2 separate regions of the Hordeum vulgare genome follow, and region 2 is linked to region 1. The links are chromatin contacts, called in public Hi-C maps. All regions are on one chromosome and are shown on one strand. The core of a region is the stretch at or near the end of the contact, and the rest is flanking DNA. Distances in the headings are between cores, read along the strand shown.

What was found. Hi-C and Micro-C count contacts between places; a contact is called where the count stands out from the background.
Region 2: a Hi-C map of seedling shows a contact between it and region 1, with 4 times the contacts expected there. The contact joins the promoter of LOC123401862 here to the promoter of LOC123401085 in region 1. A contact is called at or near these places in 3 of 6 Hi-C or Micro-C datasets (leaf and seedling).

What each region holds. Positions count from the first base shown.
Region 1 is chr6H:42,355,213-42,358,657 of MorexV3_pseudomolecules_assembly, reverse strand. It overlaps LOC123401085 (synaptotagmin-5-like), which reads left to right and starts at 1,845. Exons shown (of 13, transcript XM_045094803.1): 1 at 1,845-2,121. The coding sequence starts at 2,017.
Region 2 is chr6H:42,487,137-42,490,478 of MorexV3_pseudomolecules_assembly, reverse strand. It overlaps LOC123401862 (L-aspartate oxidase, chloroplastic), which reads left to right and starts at 2,046. Exons shown (of 8, transcript XM_045095717.1): 1 at 2,046-2,382; 2 at 2,513-2,647; 3 at 3,082-3,342. The coding sequence starts at 2,526. LOC123401863 (protein Rf1, mitochondrial-like) reads left to right here. Exons shown (of 1, transcript XM_045095718.1): 1 at 1-186.

The DNA of each region.
Region 1 (3,445 bases), core at 596-3,095:
TGAAATGTTGTCTTGTTTTCTTTAGCCTATCCGGGGTCATTCCTCGATACCTTGATAACATGATTTCAGAGAAATATGTCCCTCTTCTTTTGATAGCATCGTCGTTAACTTTGTATATTTTCTTATTATATATATTAGAGTTCTTTTAAGGGGCTAAAGATATTTAAATTTTATCCTGTCCCCCTAAATCTTAGGAGCGGGCTTGATTTTAGTGCGTTTTTTATTTGAAAACTTTTATCATTAGATCTTGGTCATGTGGTAGTGAGAGGGTTCACTGGGTATTTTTTTTAAAGGATGTGGCTATCGAGCTCGCTCGCGGTAGCGGAGGCACCTCAGGACAACCAACCTCGTGCATTTATTGGCGTTTTTTTTAAGTCATAACTTTTGAACCGAGCGTCGGAATAACAATCCGTTTTCACTGCTGTGTTTCTTACGAAAAGCTCTTCAAAACTAGATCCCATATGGATAGGTATCGACGAACTTTTTTTGAGCAACTTTGTGTGCTAGATGAGGCAACTTTAGTGCTATAGCAAGCAACTCCTTCCCCCTTACTATGACTATCTATCAGCGAAGAATTCTTCTAAGTTGGTTACCACGACTAACAGTTGACTAGATTCACCTCTAAAAGCTTTACATAATTAAATAATGATGATCAGTTGCCTATGATTGATGCTCAGTTGCCAATAAATACTGTGAAATTGCTCAATTTTAATGCTCAGTTGTCTACAAAATATTATGAAATTGCTCAATTTTGATGTTCAGTTGCCTATTGTCGATGATCAATTGCCTATGATTGATGTTCAGTTGCTTGCCATTAATGCTCAGTTACCTGCTATTTGTGAATAGTTGCCATAATTGCATTCGAGTATCACAAAAAAGTAAGCAACTTTTAGTGTGTTTTTTGCGCAACTCTAGTGCATTCAACAAGCAACTCATGTGTATACACAAGATGCAATACATCTAGCATCAAAGTTGCTTCTGTTTAGCATTAAAGTTGCCTCGTCTAGCATCGAAGTTGCTTTAATTTTTTTTCTTTAAAACATATTCATATGGGATCTCGTTTTGAGGAGTTCGTCACGAGGAACCCAAGGGTGAAAACATATCATAATTTCTACACACGGTTTGATAGTTATAGCTTTTTGATTTTTTTCATACATGAATTATTGAACATCCAACGCATGCGAAGCCGAGCATGCACATCCGACACATAATATAACCATTTCAGTTTAAAAATAGCTGACCAAATTTATCATTTGGTTGCTAAAGGGTGAATTTATTTAACCTTCTAGTCATGATAGATAATTTTAAAAGAATTTTCGTTGATAGACGATCATACTACGCACACTAATAATAATTTGTTTTTCTTTAATGTTAAAGTTGTCTAAATATCATCTCACAATTGCTAAATTTTTTTTTAATCAAAATCTATATATATGGGATCTCTCATAAGATATGATACCACAGAAGAGGCGGCCGGATAACATTTTCATTGGAGAAGATATGATACCTTAGAAAGGAATATTTATTCCATGTAAATAACGATATAAACTAGTACTCTACTTGGTGGAATCTCTCAGAAGCTTGCCCGTGATCTTCACCACGTGGCCCTTCCATGAAACACGTGTCCCTCCGGCGGAACGATAGAAGCCACACGAAGCACAAGGAGGAGGCATCATCCGTTCCATTCCGTCCCCATCTGACCATCTCCAAGCAAGGAACCAAAACCAGACCCAGATTATTAAAGGGAACGCAGCAACGCAAATCTATCTACGTGCTTGGCACGTGCCCCCCACCGTGACCGACACCCTACGCGAAGCACATCCCAGAGCAGAAACGAACAGTTGTTGTCCACTAGAAAGGGAAACATAATTCAAGGCGGAAAGGGGGAGGGGGGCCGCACCCGCACCCGCACCCGCACTCCTCCGGTCCGGCGCACGCGCCTCCTCCGCATCGAGCACCACCCAACCCGCCGCACGCGCAGCTCCCGACCTCGACCGCGCGCCACGGCGGCGAGCCATGGCGTTCCTCTTCGGCGCCTTGCTGGGCCTGGTGCTCGGCGTCGGCGTCGTCATGGCGTTCGCGCGCCTCGAGAATTCCCGCGCCGAGCAGCGCCGCGAGCTGGTACGCCCCCCCTCCCCACTCCTCCCCGCTTCCAATTTTATTATCCCGTCTACGGTGATCCGATGCGATTCGGTTGGCCGCTGGGTTCGTCCGTCAATCCGTGCCCGTGCAGGCGCTCGAAATTAGGAAATGCTGGGTTAGGACCGCCGTGGATTGGAAAATCAATCAATTGCTATACATGTTCGGCGACGCGGGTTAATTGCGGAGGCATGGGCGATTCATTTATACGGGGCCATAATTGCTACTAGGCTTTGATCCTAATCACGCTTGTTGTTTCCCAGTTTGGGTGTATTTACGGCTGTCGTCAAGTGCTCCACCGTTCAGTCCAACTCAGTTGGGCATTTCGACGAGCAGTTGGCGCGTGTCTAGCAGCAGGAGGAGGACGCCGGCATGGAGGCCTCCGGCGAGGTGGCTCTGTTCCTTGCCGACCTCTCCGACCGTAAGACTGCTTGGCTCTATGGCTAGGTGACGCTAGCAGCAGGCAGCAGCTCCGTGTCTATGCGCTGCTGGCCAAATGTACAGCTCCGCCCCTGCCCTGCTGTGGTGCGAGCTCGCGTGTATGCCGAGGCCAATCCGCCTCTTGGGTTCGCGCCGCTGGCTGCACGCACAGCTCCGCCCCGGCACTGCTGCTCTCTCCGTGCCTCGGCTCCCGGGCACCTGTCAGCCTTTGTGTGCACCGCCGCGAGCCGCACAAATTCTACGCGATGGCCGATTCACGGGTTGAAGCCGTTGCTGGCAGCGCTATCCGACGAGCCAGGCAGCACGCCGGGGGAGGTGGTGGCCTGGTGGGGCACAGGGCATCGGCCAGCAGCCGTCAGCAGCGTGAGGTAACTTGGGGCGGTGTCGTGCGCGAGACTAAACATGAGGACAGGGTCCCATGGTGGCAGCGTCCATGCGCTTGGCCTCAAGTCACACCTTAGCCGCTAGGTGCTTCATCTTGGCTTGCATGAGGTGGTATTGCTTCTTCGACGCTAGGTGCTCCGCCTCCTCGGCTTGGGCTTCGAGCTTGGGTTCTCTTAGGCCGCAATGCAATGCAAGCCGTGTATCGGGCCTTGGCGGCACACACCTTCGTAGCGATCTGGGAGTGCAATTCCGCTGAGAGCCATGCGTACCATGTTACGGCACTCACGCACCATGGCGACGACGGAAGGCATGCTCTGACGGGGATGCTGACGCGGGTGGGGAGACGGGTGTGGACGAATGCGGAAAGAGAGAAAATGGGGGCTAGGGTTTGGGCATCGCCGTCCGGCTTTGAATAGCCGGGGGTAGGCTCCCTGGTTGCCGACGGCTGCCACACCATTATTCCAGGCGGGCAAACCACCGA
Region 2 (3,342 bases), core at 797-3,296, 130 kb before region 1:
CGAATTTCCTCAAGGCACTGCAGTATTCAGGGTGGATAGTGACCTGGCTGATTAGGTGTAGCATGCATAATTCCGTGTGTCCAAGTCTTTTGTATACTTCATATATCATGGATGAAAAGGGCTTTTGGTAGGCCTTGCATGTTCGTGTCATTCCAAGAGTGAACTATTGGTAAGTTACAACTGAGAGTTATTGCTGTCTTTCGGGGAGAAAGAGAACAGAAGAATTTCACTTCTCTGCTATGAATGATTTCTAAAGTACAAACACTACAATTGGCCGTTGATCATGAAGCTTTAGTATTTGCGCCAAATGGTTACTTGAAGACATTATTAGCCGAGTTCTTCCTGGCAACACATTGCTGTGATATGATACTGTATTAGCCATTATGCTTATGCCTACATGTACCATTTCAGCTGAAGTTTGGCATACTTGACTCATATGTTTTACACTCGCTGTTAAAAACTTGATCTGGGTTTGAGCACTGAGGGCATCATGGTGTGGGTGTGGCAACTATTTGCACTGCAGCTGCCTCTGCAATGGCTTTGAACTCCATGCCAGCTCTTGGATAGTACAGTAGTAGGGAAGATCACTGCAGGCTTCCCTCTGACTCTCCTCCAGGTATGGTTAGTCCTCTGTGTGAAGTGGCTCTCCTGCCTTGCAAGGGCGCTCTTGACAACAAGCTTGTGCAGCAGAAGAGGTTCCTCATTTCGCGGCCCTCGGTCCACACCATGGTTGGCTTCCAACCCCTCCTGAATAAGAATTCTTCCCATTCTGAATCTAGTTCACCAATCTTCCATTCTGCATTCTTCAGCTGCTTCTTTGACCGTACTATGCTGACATACTCGGATTGCAGCTCCATCCCTGTCTTGTTTGTCCTCTGATTGGTATCAGGCCGTTCACTGTCTCTAATGAACATAGAGAGCAGTGACAATCGCTCCACGATGAGATGAAATATGTAGAGTGGCCCATGAGATGGAGATATCTAGTCTGACGGTTGTTCATGCCCGTGAGATCATGATAGATTGTTGCTGAAGAACCGGATAAGATCTCAGCAGTGGCACAAAACCTACCTGCAAGGTTACAAATAGCTAATGACTATCAGCGTTTCTCAGTTGAAACTTGAGATGGCTATATATATAGTATATAAGCATACTAAAAATGATAGGGTAGTATATATACTACCACAAGGTAGTACATGAGACGTATGTGTAACTACATCCGGTCATAGGATGTATTTTTTATATATATATTTTTTCTATCTAGAAGCATAGCCTTTTTTTAAGAAAATGATGTAGAAGCATACGTGGAGAACTGTTGTCTAGATGTTTGAAAGGAAGACATGGACGACGGGAGTGCCAGGGACTTGCCGTTGTCTTGCTGGAGAAAAAAACCCAGGGTGGCTAGGGGTTTGCCGTCGGTGGGGGAGCATCGGGTGCCTAGATGTAGATGAGGGCGACTTCTAGAAGAGGATGAATCCTTCCCCCGCGCTTGGATTATAAAAGGACGTGTGTAAGCTCGTGGTGGGCGATCGCCGTTAATAAAGACGGCGCTGGCTTTGACTGGACGCCATGTGTGAATGGACGCGGACATGAAAAGGCTCGTCGCGTTCGCATCGACACATTTCAAGCATAATTTTAAATCAGAAATGGATCTGCTCGGACACGAAGCAGACGCATTTTGAGTTTGAGTTTCTGCGTTGGGCCATCGCTTTTATGCGCGTGGATTTATATGAACGTGGACAAACGATTTGGGTGCTGCGTTGGAGTTGTTCTTACTAAGATCACGAATTATTTATGAAGTAGGGTCAAATCATGCTAATCTTTCTTCTTTTTGTCGCACCCACACATCTCTCTTCTTGGCTGGGCCTGCGACGCAGCAGCCTGGTGGAAAAGCGCACCCGCTGGGCCCCGCGCGCCCCCGACGACCCGAGATTATTCCCAAACGGAAAAGGGATCGATCGGGACAGCAGTAGTCGACTCGAAAGAAGAAATCGAATCCGCACGACGCCGGCGGCGGCGATGAGACCACCACCACCACCATCACGATGCGGTGTGGCTCCTCGGGGTGCGAGGATTTTTCCTCGCCTTTTCCATTCCATTCCTTTTTCGTCCAATTCTTTCCCTTTCTCCCCTCCCTCCCTCCCTCCTCCCCTCTCGCCCGCGCTGCTGTTTCCCCCTCCTCCGCACGCGCACGCGCAAGCGCTGCCGCTCTCTCCCACCTCCGCCTCTCCGCTCCGCTCCTTGGGAGGGCCCAAAGGGCGTGCCCGCCGCGCTTAACCCCTACCCCGCCACCGCCTCCTTCTCCCCTCCCCGCCATTGGGAGCACCAGCGTCGGCCGGCGCCCCTGCTCCTCCCCACCAACCGCGCGATCAGATCTTTCTAAAGGTACCGTTTTCCATGGCAGAAGAAACGGCTCCCTAGATCTTGCGGAATTTTTATGGCTACCCTACCATGCCAAGATCTCGTGGATTTCTTAATGGACCGATCCATGTGCTTCTTCTTTCTGTCTCTGCAGAGCCGGCGCCAGGATGGCCAAACTAATGGGCGGCTCTGCTGGCCTCCACCATGTGCATGTGCAGGGAGCACACATGCAGGCGTCTCGCCCGCCTTCTCTCTCCTTCAGAGCCTGCGCCCAGCTCGAGATCTCCAGGTGAAGTTGCAGCCCTCTTTCTCGCAGGGTCTGAAATACTCTCATCTGTGCATGTCTCAACAAATGGCCGTCAGTCAAACTAAGCCAGCCACAAATGTTTACTGCAATAATAACCGCAATAATAAGTAAGTCCATGGCCTGCCGTCGCCTAAATTGTAAGCATATAGGACCTGGGGTCATGTCATGCCTGCATGATCATTCAGTTGGTGAGATAGGTATTCACCTTCTTGATTCCCCATCTTTCTTTTTCGATGATTTTTTTTGAAGGTTAAATATATTTTCTAATGGATCCATCTAAGAAACTGAAAACCTGTTAAAAACCTTACCAGTTGGTTGCTGTTGGTTACCTGTTGAAATCGCAAGCTTTGGTGATAAATCCTGAAATGCCGGTCTTCATTGTTTAAGCTGATGACACCATGTTGGCTATGCTGCAGATTTTGCACTACCCCTCGTTTCATGTCCGTGAAGGCTCTCAGTGCTTCGCAACAGCATACGAGGCACAGGTTCAGCTCCATCAGAGCCTCTGCCCTCCCATGCATGCAGGATGACACCACGAGATACTTTGATTTCGTGGTCATCGGCAGTGGTGTCGCTGGCCTAAGGTATGCGCTAGAAGTCTCGAAGCACGGCTCTGTTGCTATCATCACCAAAGCAGAGCCTCATGAGAGCAACACCAACTACGCGCAAGGCGGCGT